2 separate regions of the Sus scrofa genome follow, and region 1 is linked to region 2. Evidence: chromatin contacts called from public HiChIP or PLAC-seq data. All regions are on one chromosome and are shown on one strand. The core of a region is the stretch at or near the end of the contact, and the rest is flanking DNA. Distances in the headings are between cores, read along the strand shown. Region 1 overlaps LOC106507478 (a long non-coding RNA gene). Region 2 overlaps NUAK1 (NUAK family SNF1-like kinase 1).

The links. HiChIP or PLAC-seq counts read pairs in DNA pulled down with a chosen protein or histone mark.
Region 1: an H3K27ac HiChIP or PLAC-seq map of skeletal muscle shows a contact between it and region 2. The contact joins two enhancer-like sites. A contact is called at or near these places in 1 of 47 Hi-C or Micro-C datasets (liver) and 1 of 2 datasets of contacts at active chromatin or transcription factors (skeletal muscle).

What each region holds. Positions count from the first base shown.
Region 1 is chr5:14,346,260-14,349,103 of Sscrofa11.1, reverse strand. All of the region lies in intron 2 of LOC106507478 (a long non-coding RNA gene), which reads left to right. Among named protein-coding and RNA genes, the nearest start is that of NUAK1, 260 kb to the right of the region's middle. Within about 2 kb of position 1,538, at least 10 of the 83 cell types and tissues checked have an H3K27ac peak or open chromatin away from gene starts, as enhancers often do. A contact at or near this core is called in skeletal muscle, where this site is marked.
Region 2 is chr5:14,158,320-14,161,143 of Sscrofa11.1, reverse strand. The region is part of intron 6 of NUAK1 (NUAK family SNF1-like kinase 1); the gene reads right to left. Among named protein-coding and RNA genes, the nearest start is that of NUAK1, 70 kb to the right of the region's middle. Within about 2 kb of position 1,388, at least 36 of the 83 cell types and tissues checked have an H3K27ac peak or open chromatin away from gene starts, as enhancers often do. A contact at or near this core is called in skeletal muscle, where this site is marked.

The sequences.
Region 1 (2,844 bases), core at 289-2,788, 190 kb before region 2:
TTGGGATTGCTGGATCATATGGTAGCTGTATTTTTAGTTTTTAAAGGAACCTCCATACTGTTCTCCATAGTGGCTGCACCAATTTACCTTCCAACAGTGTAGGCTTCCCTTTTCTCCACATCCTCTCCAGCATTAGTTATTTGTAGACTTTTTGATGATGGATGTTCTGACTGGTGTGAGATGACACCTCATTGCAGTTTTGATTTGTATTTCTCTAATATTTAGCCATGATGAGTATCTTTTCATGTGCCTGTTGGCAATATGTGCAAACCATTTCTGAAGTCCAACAACTCCACCCCAAGTTTTATTAGCACTAGAAACCCAATCTTTCTCTCTAAAATAGATTTTTTTCTAATAAGACATGAGCTCCAACGTGATGTGCCCTATTGATGCCGTAACATCCCTAACCTTTGGTTCCAAAGTTAAGCAAAAATGGAAATGTTGAAATTCCACTAGGCAGACAAACTGTTCTTGAGTATTCTCAATCCACTTTTATAAACCCTGGGGGTTTGTAAGTTTGCATCAACATCCAATAAATTTTGAACCTTTTGCTGCTTAAAGCTAAGTGTTTGAGATATAACTCTTGGAGAGAAGAGCTTTTTAGAAAACAACCACAAAAAGTGACTTCCAACTTCTTTTTACAAGTTCTATTTTAGAACACAGTGAAGAATTTCTAGTGCAAAATGTGGCCAGTTTTGAGGAAGCAAGTGTCTCCTGGGATAAGTCCTATTGCCAGGTGAGCCTGGTGCCACTGTCATTTTGACAGTGTCCTCCCGCTGAATTCTTACCTTCTACATAGAGCATTTCTCTGCCCAAATGTTCAGCCTTTATATTTTTCCAGTCTTAGAACACCAAGATCACTTTCCTTCAGCTCACTTTCTGCAGCTCCCTTCTTTTTCCATTTGGAGGGACAGTAGCAAGAACGCAGCCAGTTTTCTCTAGGGTTTGATCTGGTTGGGGGGGAGGGGAGGGGTAGTTTTGCAGAAGAACCAAATGCTATTTCTGAGCTCTGTGGCTTTGCACAGATATTTATTTCTGTAAGAGGTTGTGTTTTATGTATTATAGTCTTAGATTTCTGCTTGTTGCTGTGGCCAGCCAAGCCTCAGTTTTAATTTCATATGACTTTGGCTGGTAATGATGAGTCTGGAAGATGAAACAGGACTCAGAGACAATTTTCCCTTCTGGCCCTGCTAAAATTGCCCCTTGCTCATTTTCAGAAAGTGCTGAAAAAAATTTTGTTTAAGGTAAAATGAAAGGCGTATGAAGAAAAGAAATGACCCAGTGGCCCAGTCCCAGCTGATCCCAGCATCATTCCATGGGTGTGTTCATCCAGATGTTAGCTTCTCCAGATGTGCAGCACTATCCGCCCCAAGGCAGACCCACCTGTGCTGAGAGCCTGGGATGTATGTGAGGTCATGAGGTCAGGCTGCTCACCCCCAAGTCACACAATTAAATGAATGGCGCTGAGCCTTCAGACTCTTGGTGTTCTCAGCCCAGCTCTTCGTCCCTATCAGGTCTGCAGATCATTCAGGCGCTGGGTTCCCGGAGGAAGGAGAAGAGACCGTGAGTCCAAGGAAACGTCTGTGATACACATTAAGTGGCCTGTGAGAGAGCCCTCGCATTTATTGGCTGAAACATGAAACGGAAACCATCTGCAGCTCGCACGGGGCCCCGCGGGCTCTCGCTTCTTCGCAGGAAGTGGACTGATGAAGGCTGGAGCGAACACGTGAATTCAGGCAGCCCACAGGCCTGGGTGTTGCACAATGCAAAAAGCATCTGTTGGGTGGAAATCCCGGGCATTGGGATCGGAATTTATAGAGACCGATTGACTCCTAGCCTCTAGCAGGGATTCCACTCCCGCTGCTGCAGGGATAAATTTTTCCACTGAGCAAGAAGGAAGCATTCCTCATTCAATTATTTGTGGGGTTTTTTTGATGCATTTGATGCCCATTTACCAAATGCCAGTGTCCGTGTTAGGTGCTGAGGACCAAAAAGTGAGTAAGACATGGACCCTCCCTTCAAGAATCTCACTCCTAATGGGAAGAGAATGATGAATGAATGAATATAATACAGAAGAGTCAGGGCGACTAGAGAAAAGTACGTAAGGATTCAGGAGGAAACCGGCGGATGTAGCTGTCCCAGAGCACTGGTTACTTGCTGGGTTTGGCCATCAAAGATCCACTTTTCCTTCTTCTTCGTAGCACTGAAAATAATATTTCGTGTGGGTATTTATCTCACTTACACCCAGCTGGTTGTACCTGCCTCCACCGCCCAGGCGTGGGCCCTGATTGGCTGAAGCCACCATCACACCCCATGTCTCTCTGGCCAGCATCATTGGTTCAGGCCACAGGATCCAGTGCAAGTGGGTGTGATTCAGGAGGTCGTCTCTGGAGGCTTCTGGGGAGAAATTCAATTGCTCTTTTAAGAGAATGTCTGAGAGAGGTTCCTTTTCCTGCCGGATGGCTGCTGTCTCCAGACCTCTTTGGTTCATGAGGGGGACTAGCGTTGGAATGGAGAGGACACTGCAGAAGGTAGGGGATAGAAATGACGGTCATGAGCTTTGGGGTCCTTGCCGAGCCACTGGGGCAGCTGTTTTCAGAAGTCCCTCGTGCCCCCTGTGACTCTTCAGTTAGATGGACTGATAAACCCCCACGATTATTTAAACCATCGTGGGTGAGGTTTTCTAATACTTGCACCCCAAGATAGAGAGCATTTCCTAAAAGGAGAGGGGGGTTTATGTTCATGAGAGCAGCTAACAATTGAGCACTTACCATGTGCTAAGTACTCTGCTCAACTTCTTGTGTGATTTTATTCAATCCTCACAGTTGCCCGACGGGGTGGACT
Region 2 (2,824 bases), core at 139-2,638:
AACATTCCAGGCAGAGGGAACTGTGCGCAAAGGCCAAAAAACCTGGTGGATTTTTGGAGTTGAGTTCTATGAAAGGGGCTTCTCTGACCACCACCTCCCCACCTCCCCGTCCCCACCCACCCAACTAAAATAGCACCTGCCATTCATTCTCCATCCTCATCCTGCCTGGAATTTCATCACCACCAGAGAATTACATTATTTATTTACTTGTTGATTGTTTGCATCCTCAATGGAATCCTATGTCCATTAGGGCAGATACTTTACTTTCCTCATTTACCTGTGCATTCCTCTCATGGGCCGTTATTACGGCTCACTTTAACAACAGCTAGATTCTGAGCTCCAAGAAGACAAGGACCTGGCCACCTGGTTCACTATCGAATTCCCAGCATCCAGCACAGGACCAGGTACACAGTAGGAACTTAGCACATATTTGTGGTCGAATAAATAATGCTCATGGGAGATATTCAACTCACCAAGTGAATAAGCACAGGAATGGATATATATGTAACACACACACACACACACACACAAATGAACAAACAAATGAATGGACTCATTAATGCATGAATGCAGCATCTTCACATTCACACACCCTGAGCTGCCCCGCTTGGTCTTGGTAAGCCTCGGGGGGTTGCATCGTGTCTTAGCCCTGGCCATTCAGAGCTGCTCTTCTTATCCACACCAGCGGGTGTTTCCATTGTCATCGAGGCCAACGGGCCATTTCCCCTGTGTCCCTCTTACTCTGAGCCCGGGGAGCTCACCAAATTCCCAGCCCTCTTTGTGGAGGTCGCCTGACCCTGGCGCCTGGCCCCCTTCTCCTTGTCAAGCACTTTTACAGCAGCCCAGGACGGGAACTGTCGGCATTCCGTTCTCCCAGAGAGTGGGATGTGAATCGGGCCGTTTTTATTAATTGCAAATTCACGCTGCGCTTGGTGTCTCCTTTAGCAGACGCGCCGCTTGTCCACAGAGTACGGAATGCAACCCAAAGAAGCACATTGCTCTCATTCTTTCTGCCGACCGACTGTGTGAATATTTTTAGAAGCCTCGCCCTCGAGCAGTGGCCAGATAAATACTTCCCGACGCCAGATGTGCTCTCTGTGAATCAACATCAGGCAGGGAAGGGGAGAGGAGCAAACTCCCGGGCTCACGCCAAAACTGCAGTGACATATGAAAAGCTTAAACCAGTAGCATCTTTAAAGGCTTTCTGGCAAAAGCCCTCCACCCTCGAAATATGGAGGGTGGACCCACATTTGGAGAGGTACCGCACTGCTCGTCCTCTGCTGGTTGGCAATGGACCTTCAGGGTCAGTGGTCCCCCAGTCCAGACACTGACGGCACGAGCTCTCCTGAACGCAGAGGCCAGCTTGTGGCCATGTGTCTGCCTGCCTTTGCTAGAAGGGCCCTTTCTAAATATGTTTCCAGCAAGATGCTGAGTCAGGAAGAGCTGAGCATATCCAGCCGAAGACAGACCAGCAGCAGCTGAAACACATTTTCAAAAACCTTGGAAGTGGGTGTGAGATGATGAAAAGAGAATGTGCCTGGAAGTGAAACATGTGAGTTCTAACCCTGGCTGTCTGCCCTTCACTCCAAAATCCAACAGCTTAGCAGCCCTACTGTGTGACAGGCACTGTGCCACATGGCGAGGAAACAAGGACGTGGCAACATACTGGTTCACTGTGTACAAGCTTGGGCTCATCACTTAGACTTTCTGGGCCATAATCATTCAATTGAGGGGTTGGAAAATGACCTTTAAGGTTCTGTCAAGCTCTAAGATTCTCAGATCCTTAAAGGATTCCCTGAAGTTCGAAGCAGAAGGAACAGCACCAGAGAAAGGGAAGAGGGGTGTGTGTGTGTGTGTCCTTGGCAAATGCCAGGAACAGAAATTAAGGATTAAGAATCTTAAGTAAAAAATACGACCAAAACTTTTTTGTAATGCTCCACATAGCTGCTGTTACATACTGGTCAAGGATCCCAGATGAAGGACCTGGTCATGGGAGCTGAGAGGCCCAGCATCACTGCCCTATTGCGTTATGCAAATGAGCCATTCTCCGGGGCTCCTGCCCATTGTTCCCAGCACAATGGCTTTCAGAATGCGAACCATTCTTCTCTTCCATTGGGGAATTCTATGACTCAGTAGGAAGCTATGTGCCTTATCACTTCTGGGACTACATCAGGGGACCAAGAGGTCAAGCTGTACCAAAGAACCCAACCCCCAAGCGAGAGGCTCACATTCCAGGCCTTGTAAAGACTACATTTCATTCTGAGAGCTCTGGGCAGGTGGCAGGAAGAATCTGCAGAGAAAGTTAACAGGGTGGATGACAGAAGGCCTTAGAATGTGCACCCCTCAGACCAGAACCCAATTCTCTAGCCATGGCCTGACCACACGCCCCAGGTCCCACGGCACCCTCAGGCAGCTGACTTCCTGTTCTATTTGTTCCCCGGGTGGCCAGTCTTGTAAGCAGGGCCTTGGATATTAAGAGTTCAGTGCTCTGACTATATAGTGTCTAAAATCCTCCTGTTTGTCATGGACTCTTCAGGCCTGGTCACAGGGCCTGGCACATAGTAATTACTCTGCAAATACTCATTTAACAAATGAACAGATAGAATTCCCTTTGTTGCTTAGTGATAACGAACCCGACTAGTATCCATGAAGACTCAGGTTTGATCCTGGCCTCACTCTAGTGGGTTAAGGATCCAGCATTGCTGTGGCTGTGGCGTAGGCCGGCAGCTACAGCTCTGATTTCACCCCTAGCCTGGGAATTTCCATATGCTTCATATGCGGCCCTAAAAAGTAAAAAAAAAAAAAAAAAAAAAAAAGGAACCTG